Regions from separate parts of the Mus musculus genome. Here region 1 is linked to region 2. Evidence: chromatin contacts called from public Hi-C data. All regions are on one chromosome and are shown on one strand. The core of a region is the stretch at or near the end of the contact, and the rest is flanking DNA. Distances in the headings are between cores, read along the strand shown. Region 1 overlaps Gm38563 (a long non-coding RNA gene). Region 2 overlaps Pvt1 (Pvt1 oncogene).

Region 1 (5,547 bases), core at 2,960-5,459, 950 kb before region 2:
ACACTGCAGCCCAGACGCCTGCTCTCCCTGCCACTCACTTCCTCTATGTTAAACTTCAGCTAAATGTACCTTTATGTGTCTAATCATTTTTGATATCTGAGGAACGATCCAATAGGTGCTCTTTGTGCTGCCTTTTAGAAGCGGTGGTGCCAAGACCCATGTCGGGTGGATAAAGATACACTGTGCTTAAAGGAACATTGTCTTCCCATCAGCATAGAAGAGCAGATCTATTCAATTATGTTTTCTATGTACAGCATATCTGTACCAGGCTGCTATTCTTTCCCCTGGGATAGCCTAGGTGATCTTGTTTCAAATCTACATCCACGGAAGAGCACAGCTTCAAGACTGCTACAAGTCCCGGTGTGTGCACCAATCGCTTTGGTACAGAGAATAAGCATATTGAGTGGATGAATGAAAATGAAAAGGCCTGGAGCTAGTTCTCAGTGGGTCTTCTATTTACAGACCCAGATATTTTTTGAATATATGACTAAGTTTTGTCACATTTTTCTCTTCCAGTGTGCACAAGCATCCACTGCTTGTAGAATATTTCATAAGGCCACAGAACAACAGCAACTATCTATGACCTGTGGGGTTAATCATTACTGAACAATTCCAACTGAGATATCACACAATGCTTACATATGAGGGGTTATATTTCTTATGCTGTAAATGCCAGTCTTATTGGGTATTCAATTTACAGATATGAAAAAACGACAGAGAGTTGGCCTTAGGAAGCAACCCTGACATATATCAAAGAGGACACAGTGCTCAACCTGCACCAAAGCCTGTTTATTTTGAGACTTGCCCTCTTTTTAAGTTGTATAGACAACAGATGGTTTGAGCATCATCACTAATGAAAACTTCTGACACAGCGTAGGAAGTCAGGTGGGGTCTCTCTTACTATGGCTCTCACCTTTTGAGAAGCGAGATGGAGGGAGGGAAGGATAAAAAGAGTGACCAGGACAGAGGAAAACAGAGGAGGGTACATGGTGTGATGGAAGAACTGAAGAATGTGATAGAGACTCTTGCAAAAGGCAGACATGGTGGCATAATTACAAAACCATTTAAAGTGGGATTAGTGTGACCAGTGTAGGGACTACAACCTCAGAAAAGAGTTTCAGAGAAACAGTTGCTGCAGTCTCAATTCATTGTTCCTCCTTGGTTCAACAACCATTTCCTCAAAGTAGGCTATGCACCACCAAAGGAATGCACCCAGTCTATACCATTAGGAAACTTACAATCTCAGGAAGAGAATTAGAGAACAAAGAAACAAACCCTCAGGAAACATCAGGTAGTCAGAGCCACTGTGTCCAAGTATGTTAACCTTTCTCAGCAGGAGCACCCAGTCCTGAAGCTTAAAGAAGATGTACGTGATGTCTCTTCTATGCAGTGGTCTAAAGTGGCACCAGGTATGAAAAACCCTTGAGATGATTTAAAAGATTAAAGCTAATGAATATCTTTCCATGCATCCTGTGATTCACATGGGAAACTCCAGTTGAAGTAAGCACTCAGGTGTGAAGCTGTGCTCTGGATCCCAAGAATTTAGTCACGTGAAATGAGAGCATGGGGAGAAGGCAGGGCTGCAGATGTTGGAGAGACTTCCGGTTTGGATGCAGAAGTCCAGAGAGGCAAAGCATAGCATAGGACGAGGTAGGGTAAGGAAAAAGTGCAAGAGGCTAGCAGAGGAACAAATTATGCAAAATATTTCACATTAAGAGAAGGCTTGTATTGACAACGTAGCAATAGTTACTAGAGAGCTAGTGGTCTAAGGAAGAAGAGCAGTTAAGATACCATGATGACACTGGTTGGGTGTTATTATGGCTTGTATTTAGAGGGTCTTCCAGGTACTCATGTATTGAAGGTTTCAGAGGTCGGGCTTTGGAAGGCAACGAGGGCTCTGACCTCAATAATGGTTTCACATATGGATAGATTAGTGATTTTATACCATTAGTGGATATGATAGTTCATGAGGAGATGGGTCTAATCAAAAGAAACAGGTTACCTGCTGGGTACACTCTTTGTCCTGATCTTTGCCCCTTTCTCTTTCTCCCTACTTCCATTCTTAACTTCTCTTCTTTCTGACCACCATTCCATCATCAGCTCCCCGTTATCTGCCTCACTGACCCCAAATAAACCCGCCCTCCTCTTAAATAATCTCACCTACGTATTCTATCACAGCAGTAAAAGGTTGATTACCACAGGTGAGTTCATCAACTTTACCAGATACAGTAATGGAGTCACTGGAACTGGATAGGCGACTGTGCATGAGAAAAGGAGGAGACGCCAAAGATAGAAGTGAGACCTTTGAGCAGTGGGTAAGTGAAGGAGATATTTACAAGGAAGGAGAAAAAAGGGACATTTTCGTAAAACAAAATAAAACAAGCAAACAAATAATCTCAACAATTTCATTTTATTGCTACTACAGTAAGTACCTATTTGAATCTGAGCAGCAGAAATATCTTGAGGAGATAGGGTCTAATCAGAAGAAACAAGTCACCAGGGTTTATATACTCTTGGTCCTGCTCCTTGCCTCCCTATTTCTTTCTGTCTCTGTCTCTCTCAAGTTGAGTACCGAATAGATGAATCTGTAGTCTTCAAACACCAAATAAATGTCACAGTGTACCAGACATGGCTCCTAGCAATGCAGCTGTGTTTAGTGCCTGATTGGAATCAGATGGAGAGAGATAGAGATAGACACAGAGAGAGAGTCAAAGAGATGGGGAAGGCAAGGATCAGAACCAAAAGTGTACCCGTTCTGGTGACTTATCACCCTGGTGATATGTTTCTTCTGGTTAGACCCCATCTCCTCAAGAAACAGCTAACTTGCTTGTGATGATAACTTACACAGCATCTTCTAAGTGAAGAATTAAACTAACAAGTTAAGAGGTCTGGAGAAGCCCATCAACATGTTTAGTTGAAGAAAGGGGGAGGGACCTTCCCAGAAGAGTGAGAAATCATAATGAGGGAAGAATGGAAGAGACAGACTCAGTCGTTTATGAGGAGGGCTGGTCAGTCCTGCCAAGTTCGGCTGAAGGGACAAGAAGCAGGAAGTCATGGAGCCTTCGTGTCACATACTAAGGGGTCAGGACACAGATCCAGCCACCTGCTCCTCCTGAAATCTGTTTTAAAAAACAGCAAGATGCACAAAAGGACAGCAGACAGTGTAGTTGGGAAATCACAGAATCTCCTTGTAGCTTGTTTATAATAACTTGGACATGCTACATTTTCTCAAGATAAAGGAGCAATGTCTTGTCCATTACCCTGCCTGATTGGAAGCTGAGAGGATATGGACACTTATTCCAGAGAAAAGCAAGCCTCAGGAGGCTCTGGCTCACTAATGACTGTTTCTCCATGATTTCTCCTGTCCCCTTTGACCACTGCCGTGGCTACTGTCGCATCACTTCAATTCCCAGGACAGTACCATTTGCCAGCAGATTCTGCTGTCGAAGCAAAAGCTTCCTGGCTGGTTATATAAAACACAATGTGGGAAAGAGTTAATTGGCAAACAGAGTGACTATATTTGCAACCCAAGAAGGCCTGCTGTGACTTGCTATCTGCAGAGCTAAGCAGCTTGCTGTACAAGTGATATTCGAAGCTTACTGCTGTTAATGCCAACGGGGCCACTTAACACCTCCCTGTAAATGGTCTCAAGATTAATATCTTGCCATTTAGGTTATGTTCTTTTTTTTTTTTCTTTCCCTCCTTAGGATGAGAAATTTTCTTCATCTTTTGCCTAAGAGAAGGTCAGACATGGCAAATCCCTGGGGTGAGAGGCCCACTGGAAAGTTACTGTATAACTACACTCCGTGCAGTATGAATCACAGAACTGGAAAATTACTCAGCAATGAGGAAAAGACATGGCCCGTGGAATCCAAGACCTGCATTCATATCTGTAGACATGAGTTTAACTTAAATTAGTAGTTCTCAGCCTTTCTAATGTAGCAACCCATTAATACAGTTCCTCGGGTGGTGGTGACCCCCAACCATAAAGTTATTTTGTTGCTATTTTAAAACTGTAATTTTCCTATTGCTACGAATTGTAATGTAATGTAAATGTATGTGATGGTCTTAGGTCACCCCCGTGTAAGGATCCTTTGCCTGCAAAGGTGTCATGACACAGAGGTTGCGAACTGCTGACATAACGTGTCAGCATTAACTTTCTTTTATTTAGTGAGAGAGGGAACACAGTAACTCGTTATCACTTTTGTTGGTGGACAGCTCATTCTAACCAGGCCTCCTCCCTTTCCCACTTACTGAAGAGTCACAGCTTCAGCTGTGCATTCTTCATGATTGTTCCACCCCTTCCTTCAATAATGTTCTTTCCTTAGGACTTTCTGACATCCTGCATGCCTAAGGGTTCCTTCTGTTTTCTTCTTCCTCGAATTTCCGTAATAGCTACTTCTCAACTGATCGAAGAAGCAGGAGGTAGGCTGTCTTCTTGATTTTTCTTACACACTCCCTCTAGTTAGTAGCCATTATCATCTCATTAGGCACCATGCATGTGCTGACAACTCTCAAATGCATTTCTGGAGCCTACACGTGTCCTTGAGATATGGTTTGTTTCACTCACCTGCCCAGCTGGCATTTGCACTGGGGTGCTCTTTAATCAACATGTATCTTATATCAACATACTTCTGAGTCATGAACACCTCCTTAAGAATCTAGTTTCCCATGTTTACCACTCCTAAATCAAGTGTACCACAACGATCCTCATGACTTCAGCTAGAAGTCCCAGGTTCATAATCTTTTCCTCTCTTTCTTGCTCTCTATATATATGTTCTCATATGGACTCTAATTCACAAAAACCTATTCAGTTCATTGATTTCTGAATGTTTTTATGCTCATTTCCTGGGTACTGCATTTTTCATTGCCATTCTAGAGCCACTTGCCATCCTTCTCCATCCAGTGCTATTGCTTGGCAGGCTTGGCATCATCAGTTCCCTAGTTGCTGTGCTTCGGCTGTGAAAACAGAGAGAAGGAAAGCCTGGGGTTAAGGGATGTGTTCCATGCTTTCCTTGATTTGAGGCTTACTATACACTGAAGGAATCATCAATAGTAAGCCTACTTTATCCATACAGGAAGCCATTCTCTTGCTCCAGGTCTCCAAGATTCTAAACAGTATTCTTGTGGCTTCTGTGTACCCTGACTTGAATGAAGTCTGTATTGAATGTCCCCAAACTATTTTTACTTGAAAATTCTCTTAGGCTTTCTATTGCTGTGAAGAAACTCCTTGACCAGGGCAACTCTTTTTCTTCTTTCTTTTATTAATCACTTGATTTGTTTACATTTCAAATGATATCCCCCTTCCCAGTACCCTGCCAACCCACTCCATCCCATTCTCCCTCCCCTTTGCCCTTATGAGGGTGCTCGAACACCCACTCTCCCACACACGCCTCACCACTCTAGTGTCCAACTATGCTGGGGAATCAATAGGCAGAACCCCCAGTTGATGTATCGAGCTCACCCATCTCAAAAAATTTACCCCAGAATTGTTTCTGTCTAAAGGAAAGGCAGGGACAAAGAGTAGAGCAGAGACTGAAGGAAGGA
Region 2 (5,923 bases), core at 2,133-4,632:
AGGACTTGAGGAAATTCCATAGCTTGGCTCAGGACCTTTGGAGAAAAGATGACTGAGGTCCCCCCACCCCCTCTCAACCCCCCAGCAGGACATCTGGGGTAGGAGCATCCTCACAGATGCTTGTGGAAAGTCAGGATTGGAAATTGCTGGAAGTTCAACCCTGTGGAAAGTCTAAGAGGGACAAGAGGAAAGGAGAGTCAGATGTGGAAAGCTGGAGAGGCTATTTCTGTGTGTGTGTATCTGTGTGTGTGTGTGTGTGTGTGTGTGTGTGTGTGATTAGAAATGGAACATTGAAAATTGCTAATGGAAAATAGCTGTATGTTGTGAGCTGTCTCCTCTTACTGTCTCCCCTACAATGAAAAATTAGTACATACACCAGTTGGACTGGACCAATTTTGTCTGGCTTGATGACCTCATGCTGTGTTGAGGCACAGGACTAGTTGGTATATAGGCATATCTCCCTTGTTCTATTTGGCACATTGATAGATGGCATCAGCAGGGCCAAGCATGGAAACATTTGCTGAGCTTGCTCTGATGGGGTTTGATGGCTGTCCAGGGTGCAGACCACTTGTGGCATGTCCTGGCACCATAACTCAGGAAGCACCCATTATCTTATGGTCGTTATGTTCAGGCATTCCTTGTTCCTGAACACTGGCAGTTGGTTAATTGTGGTTTTGTGAGATGTAGCTCAGCTGGCCTTGAAGTTATGTTGATAGTCCTGCCTCAGCCTTTCAAGGGCTGGAATTATAGTGTGCTGTGTATGTTGTCCCCAGATTGGCAGTTCATATTTGTGCCATCATTTTGTGACCAGTTAACCCAATTGTTTAGCAGCTCAGCCTTGGCCCCCTTTTGCACAACCCAGGAGACAGGCAGTTCTATCCCAGCTTCGCTTTACTAGGGCATATCCTGGAGCTTGAGGGGCCGAGCCTACTGGATGCTCTCCTTAGGGTGCTCTCTGAAGGAACAAGGAGGAAAGGCCATTCCAGGGCTGTCAGAGCCAGATACTATGCATACTCAGGGAGGCTGAAAACATGCAGAGATCAGGTGTCATAGACAGGACCATCCTAGAGCACTTATGCTGTGGAAAAACGCTTCTCCTCAAGAGGGAGAACATTCTAGAGATAAGCCAGCATTCTCACTCAGGCCTCCCAAGAAAGGTATAAGTTGGTCCAGCCAGTAGTCTAGATTCACTGGATTATTACGGAACCTGTACTCAGTGCAGGACAGTGCGCTGAGAAATCACCCTGTCCTCCTGTTCAAGTCGTTCTTTAGTCTTTTCTAATGTTTCACTGGCTTTGTTCCATTGATTTGCTCTAACAGTCCTGTGACGTGGTTTCTGTCCTCATTTCCTAAGTCAGGAAACCAATATCCAGCCACTCTCCCACTCTGGCCTTCCCCAGCATCACAGTCCTGCATATCTTCTTATCTTGAATATCCATTCACCTAGAGCAGTGACACAAAGAGGTGTCACCTGGGTGGCCTTGGTTGAGTTATGTATGTAGTCACGATCTCAGGCAAGTCACTCATCATGGCTTCTGTTTCTCCACGTATAAAATGGGTGGTAACAGGGTCTCTCTCAGGGAAGAGTTTGGGGGTTAAACCAGATACAATTAGGACAGGCCTAACACAAACCAAGGGACTTGGACAGAGTCTCATTATCATCAGGTTACCAATTTACAAGTGACCTCACAGAGAGAGGGTCAGGAGCTTGCACATGAGATGGGTTAGTCCTTTTTCCAATGGGAGCTCCTTCCTTGCCCTGTCCTACGTACCTAGTCATAACTATGTAGGTTGTTTTTGTAGCTTCCCAGTCTTCCTTGATTAACCACAAGATGGGGGTGAGCTGGGGGGAAGAAATACCCGGCTGATGCTTATGGAGTTAATTAAGATTTTCCTGGGTTTCATTTGTTCTCCTGGTTAGCACGAAGATAAATCCTCCAAATGGCTGGGAGGGTTTCGGCTGACAGTGCATTGTGAATTCACATAGCATTTGCATCTTCCTGGGGATGATAAATGTTTAGATAACGACAAACAACGGGGAGGGGGAAAGAGAAAACTGGGGGAATTCAGGTGGGGCTGATCAGATTGGCCCCCCTCCGTGGTGTGATGAACCAGCGATAAACGGCTTAACTGACATATCTGATGCCCTCTGCTTCCCATGTAAGACTGAGGAAAGTGGCTTAGTTTTGTTGTCTGATGAAGCCAATGCCTTCCTGATGCTTCTGTGGGCTGATGTGAACCCGGTTCTCACATATATATCAAATGGCATGGTGTCTGGGTGGACACCAACGTCCAGGATTTTACATGTTCTACTTTATTGGACATTCCCAATGTGCCAGTGTTCGATTTAATTTTCCTAGCAGTTCCAAAGGTGAAAAAGCTGTATAATCGTCATCCTGCAAGTGTTGAAATGGAAGATGGGAGGGGTCCAGTCCCCAGCTAGCACGCACTCTAAGATGGGATCCCTTCCCTGGGGCTTCTGGACACACCTTTCTCCATCATCTGCTTGCTACCCAACAAGTGTCCACGTTTAGTCCGTAGGTGGCAGGTTGCTGCTTCCTGCAGATTCAGACATCAAGGGCCCTCAGAAGACACTCTGACTACCAGCAAGAGGCTGGATACCTGAAGCCTGTGGAAGTGACAGGGCCTTTTCTGTTTATAGTCACTGCTCTCCCGCAGTCTCTGGAAGTCATAAACCTAAGCCAGCCAGTGCTCAGGAGGATGACTGGAGGCTGTGCCTTTTTGTCTGCTAGGGGACAGTGAATGCAGGTGTGACAGGCAGGGCTGGTGGAAGAGGAAGCTTGCTCCTTGCTCTCTAGTTCAGACCGTTTTTCCTGGATTCCTAGCTGATTACATGGCGCCTCCAATGATCAGATTGAGGAGAGGAAGCCAGAAAGTTCTGGCATTTTCCTACTAAATCCTCACCAGTTTAAATCAGCACCCTGTCTAGTCCCCCCCCCCCCCCACCAACCCATCCCACTTGAGACAGGGTCTCAGGTACCACAGGCTAGCCTCAAACTTAATGGACAGCAGAGAATGACTCTAAGCTTCAGCCTCTATCTCCTGGTTGCTGTGATCACAAGTTTGCACCACATAGTCTGGTTTTATTAGGTGCTATGCATCGAATCCAGTTCTTCTGGATTTTGTACTGAGTTACTTCCCAGCCCAGAAGGACTTCTTTTGAATGATCACCTCAGCGATTCTACATGTGGGGTAGCCCAAGCCGCAGTCTTACTGAGGGTGTAAACAGAAGGGGAGGGGTGTGTGTGTGTGGGGGGAGAGTGATAGCTGAAGAAAGTACACATTCCACACCCAGCCCCTTCCTGACTCTGGTTCCCTGGAACTGCAAACAAGGAGCTGATTCACATGGCTGGCTCCGGGGCCCCCCTCGCTGGAGTTGAGAACCTGTGCCTTCCACTGACGGGGAGGAAATTCCATTTCAGTTATTCCGTGCTATGAGTTGCTCGGGGCATTCTCTATCTTGATTTTTAGGGCTGCGTCATCTTTTTGGAATTCGCACCCCCCTCCCAGTTTTCTTTCTTTGGGTGATATATCGAGGTGAAAGCTTAGTACAAATCTACAGGGCACAGTCATTCTCTGGCATCTAGGGCTTCATGTTTTTCGGAGGCTGGTCTGTTAGGGGCATGGATGCAATTGCCTTCTCCATCTTCCCACATCCATTTCTTAACCCTTCATGGGACTTCCGATGGGACACTCTATTTTGGAGGGCTGCAGTGTGTTACAACTCTTGGAAAGACTCCTTGAGGTGTAGTAGAAGAGGCCACCACCGTCAGTGTCCCAGTGAAGAAGTAAGGAACGCTGTCTCAGAGGTACACCAGCCTCATCACCAAAGCTGCCATCCAGCAGACTGTTCGGCTAGTTTCCTGACTCTTCCAGCTGATCCCCGTCTCCACCTGATCTTGGTTTCACACCTGCCACAGTGTCTGTAAATCCCCTTCTGGCTTCCTTGACAGACTCAGCTGCTCTGCCTCTCAGCTCACGGCCACTGTGTCCTTTTCTTTGAGGTGTCCTGTCTCTCCCATGAGACTGAACATTTCCGGGGAGAAGTGGTAGCTTTGGATCCACTGCCTATTCAGAGCCATTTATCTGGGGTGAGTTCATGTTTGCCAAAGAACTCTCCAGAGCCCTGTTTGACACTTTTAAGTGTATATGAGTGTGTACTAGACTACACAGGCCATCTCTTCCTTTTCTTCTTCCTCTCTGCGGCTGTTTCTGATCCAGAGTACCACTGAGGGAATAAGTGGCTGCTGCCCCTGTATTCATAGGATCATTCCCAAAAGTCCTACCTCCTGCTCCTCAAATTCAATGAAAAAGCAGCCATGTAGTTATGAAGGTATTTGCAGAGATGTGTGGGTGTGGGGCATGGGATGAAGGCAGAGTGAACCTAACCTGGCCATTTGTAGCTTGTGCTCTGGTAGCATAGGAGTCTAGATTCTTTATTCTCCAAGCTAATTTAGGAGATTGGTTCAAGGACCATGGAGGAGATGCAGGCACAAACAAGTTCAATATGTGCAGGGATCTCTGTGGGGTGAGGGACAGCTGATCACTGAAGCACTCAGTAGATGCACACAGGATGGGACCTTTCACTGTAGTTCTGAGCATGGAAGACATGTTTATAATCTGCCTTTGAGATTGAAGATCGATCTAACTCGTGCTCCATAGGAAATTCAAGGCCAGCTTGGATAAATTGACATCTAGGCTTAGGGGGAAAAAAACAATAGGAAGGAAGGAAGGAAGGAAGGAAGGAAGGAAGGGAGGGAGGGAGGGAGGGAGGGAGGGAGGGAGGGAGGGAGGGAGGGAGGGAGGGAGGAAGGAAGGAAGGAAGGAAGGAAGGAAGCTGAAGAGGGGCTTTAGGGGTGCCTTTGTGATTCCTCTTAAGGGTGACACAGACAGAGACCAGACATCTGAAGGGGTAAGATATTATGAAAATTTTTGATCAAAAGTTGTAGAGAGACACACAGGATGCCTTGTGTACTTGTAGGACGGGGGTAGCCGAGTTCTTTAAAAGCTAACAGAACACAGAGGAACAGCCAGGCCTCTCTGAGCTGTGCTGAAGAGGACCTGGAGGTCAGATGTGGGGTCAGAATGCAGAGCAGTGTGAAATCCTGACCTGAAGCATTCTTCAGCAAGCTGAAAAAAAGGCAAATTTCCTTCCTGCGTTCTGTTTATTAGTCCCTTCCTTGTCCCCGTGCCTCTGCCCTCCCACTCACCACCCTGAGGATGGTCACAGGGCCTGTGTGTGACTGCTAGTCTGGTGCTGACCCACTGACCCACACTCTCTGTTCCTGATGCTCTTTTCTTTATTTAAAACAAAACGAAACTTAACTTTTTTTTTTGTAACTATAGTGTTATTTTGTCCCTCTAGTATTTATTTCAATAAGCAGAACATCTGGTTAATAATTAAGAAAAAAACAATCCTTAACTATCAGTCATATCTCCTCTAACAGAAATCCAACAGGTCGGAAACTCAAGATCTGAGTGGTGGCCCGGCTGTATCTGACTGTGACCTGTACCCAGCAATTCCTCCCTGCCCTCCTGCCTGCTTCTTCACATCCTGCCTGCCTTCTTGACCTCCTTTTGCAGTTGAATCCTTTACCTATTGATACCGGCCGCCCTCACCAGCGAGATCAGTTCACTGAGATGATTGCCTGATGGGGTTCATTAGCTTCGTGAGAAATAATCATAGCTGACATTTATCTAGTGATTATTAACTTGGAGGCAATTGAAATTAAACCTCTTCTGTTATATATAATTTAACTTGTATAGTAACCGTGAGAGATACAGGGTTACAATTAATTAGCCCCGTTTTTACAATGAGAAAACTATAAGAACAGAGAGGCTAAGTATAGTGTTTGAGTTACACAGCTGAAAATGTCTGGGATTGTAACTCTAATGCCAGGCT

What was found. A called contact is a pair of places that touch in the nucleus more often than the background predicts.
Region 1: a Hi-C map of pancreatic cancer cells shows a contact between it and region 2, with 2.8 times the contacts expected there. The contact joins two enhancer-like sites. A contact is called at or near these places in 1 of 484 Hi-C or Micro-C datasets (pancreatic cancer cells) and 1 of 9 other capture datasets (embryonic tail).

What each region holds. Positions count from the first base shown.
Region 1 is chr15:61,161,727-61,167,273 of GRCm38.p6, forward strand. Gm38563 (a long non-coding RNA gene) reads left to right here. Exons shown (of 3, transcript XR_875374.2): 2 at 1,334-1,409; 3 at 3,708-5,237. Among named protein-coding and RNA genes, the nearest start is that of Gm38563, 7.3 kb to the left of the region's middle. Within about 2 kb of position 4,210, at least 18 of the 459 cell types and tissues checked have an H3K27ac peak or open chromatin away from gene starts, as enhancers often do. A contact at or near this core is called in pancreatic cancer cells, where this site is marked.
Region 2 is chr15:62,115,804-62,121,726 of GRCm38.p6, forward strand. All of the region lies in intron 1 of Pvt1 (Pvt1 oncogene), which reads left to right. Among named protein-coding and RNA genes, the nearest start is that of Pvt1, 81 kb to the left of the region's middle. Within about 2 kb of position 3,383, at least 64 of the 459 cell types and tissues checked have an H3K27ac peak or open chromatin away from gene starts, as enhancers often do. A contact at or near this core is called in pancreatic cancer cells, where this site is marked.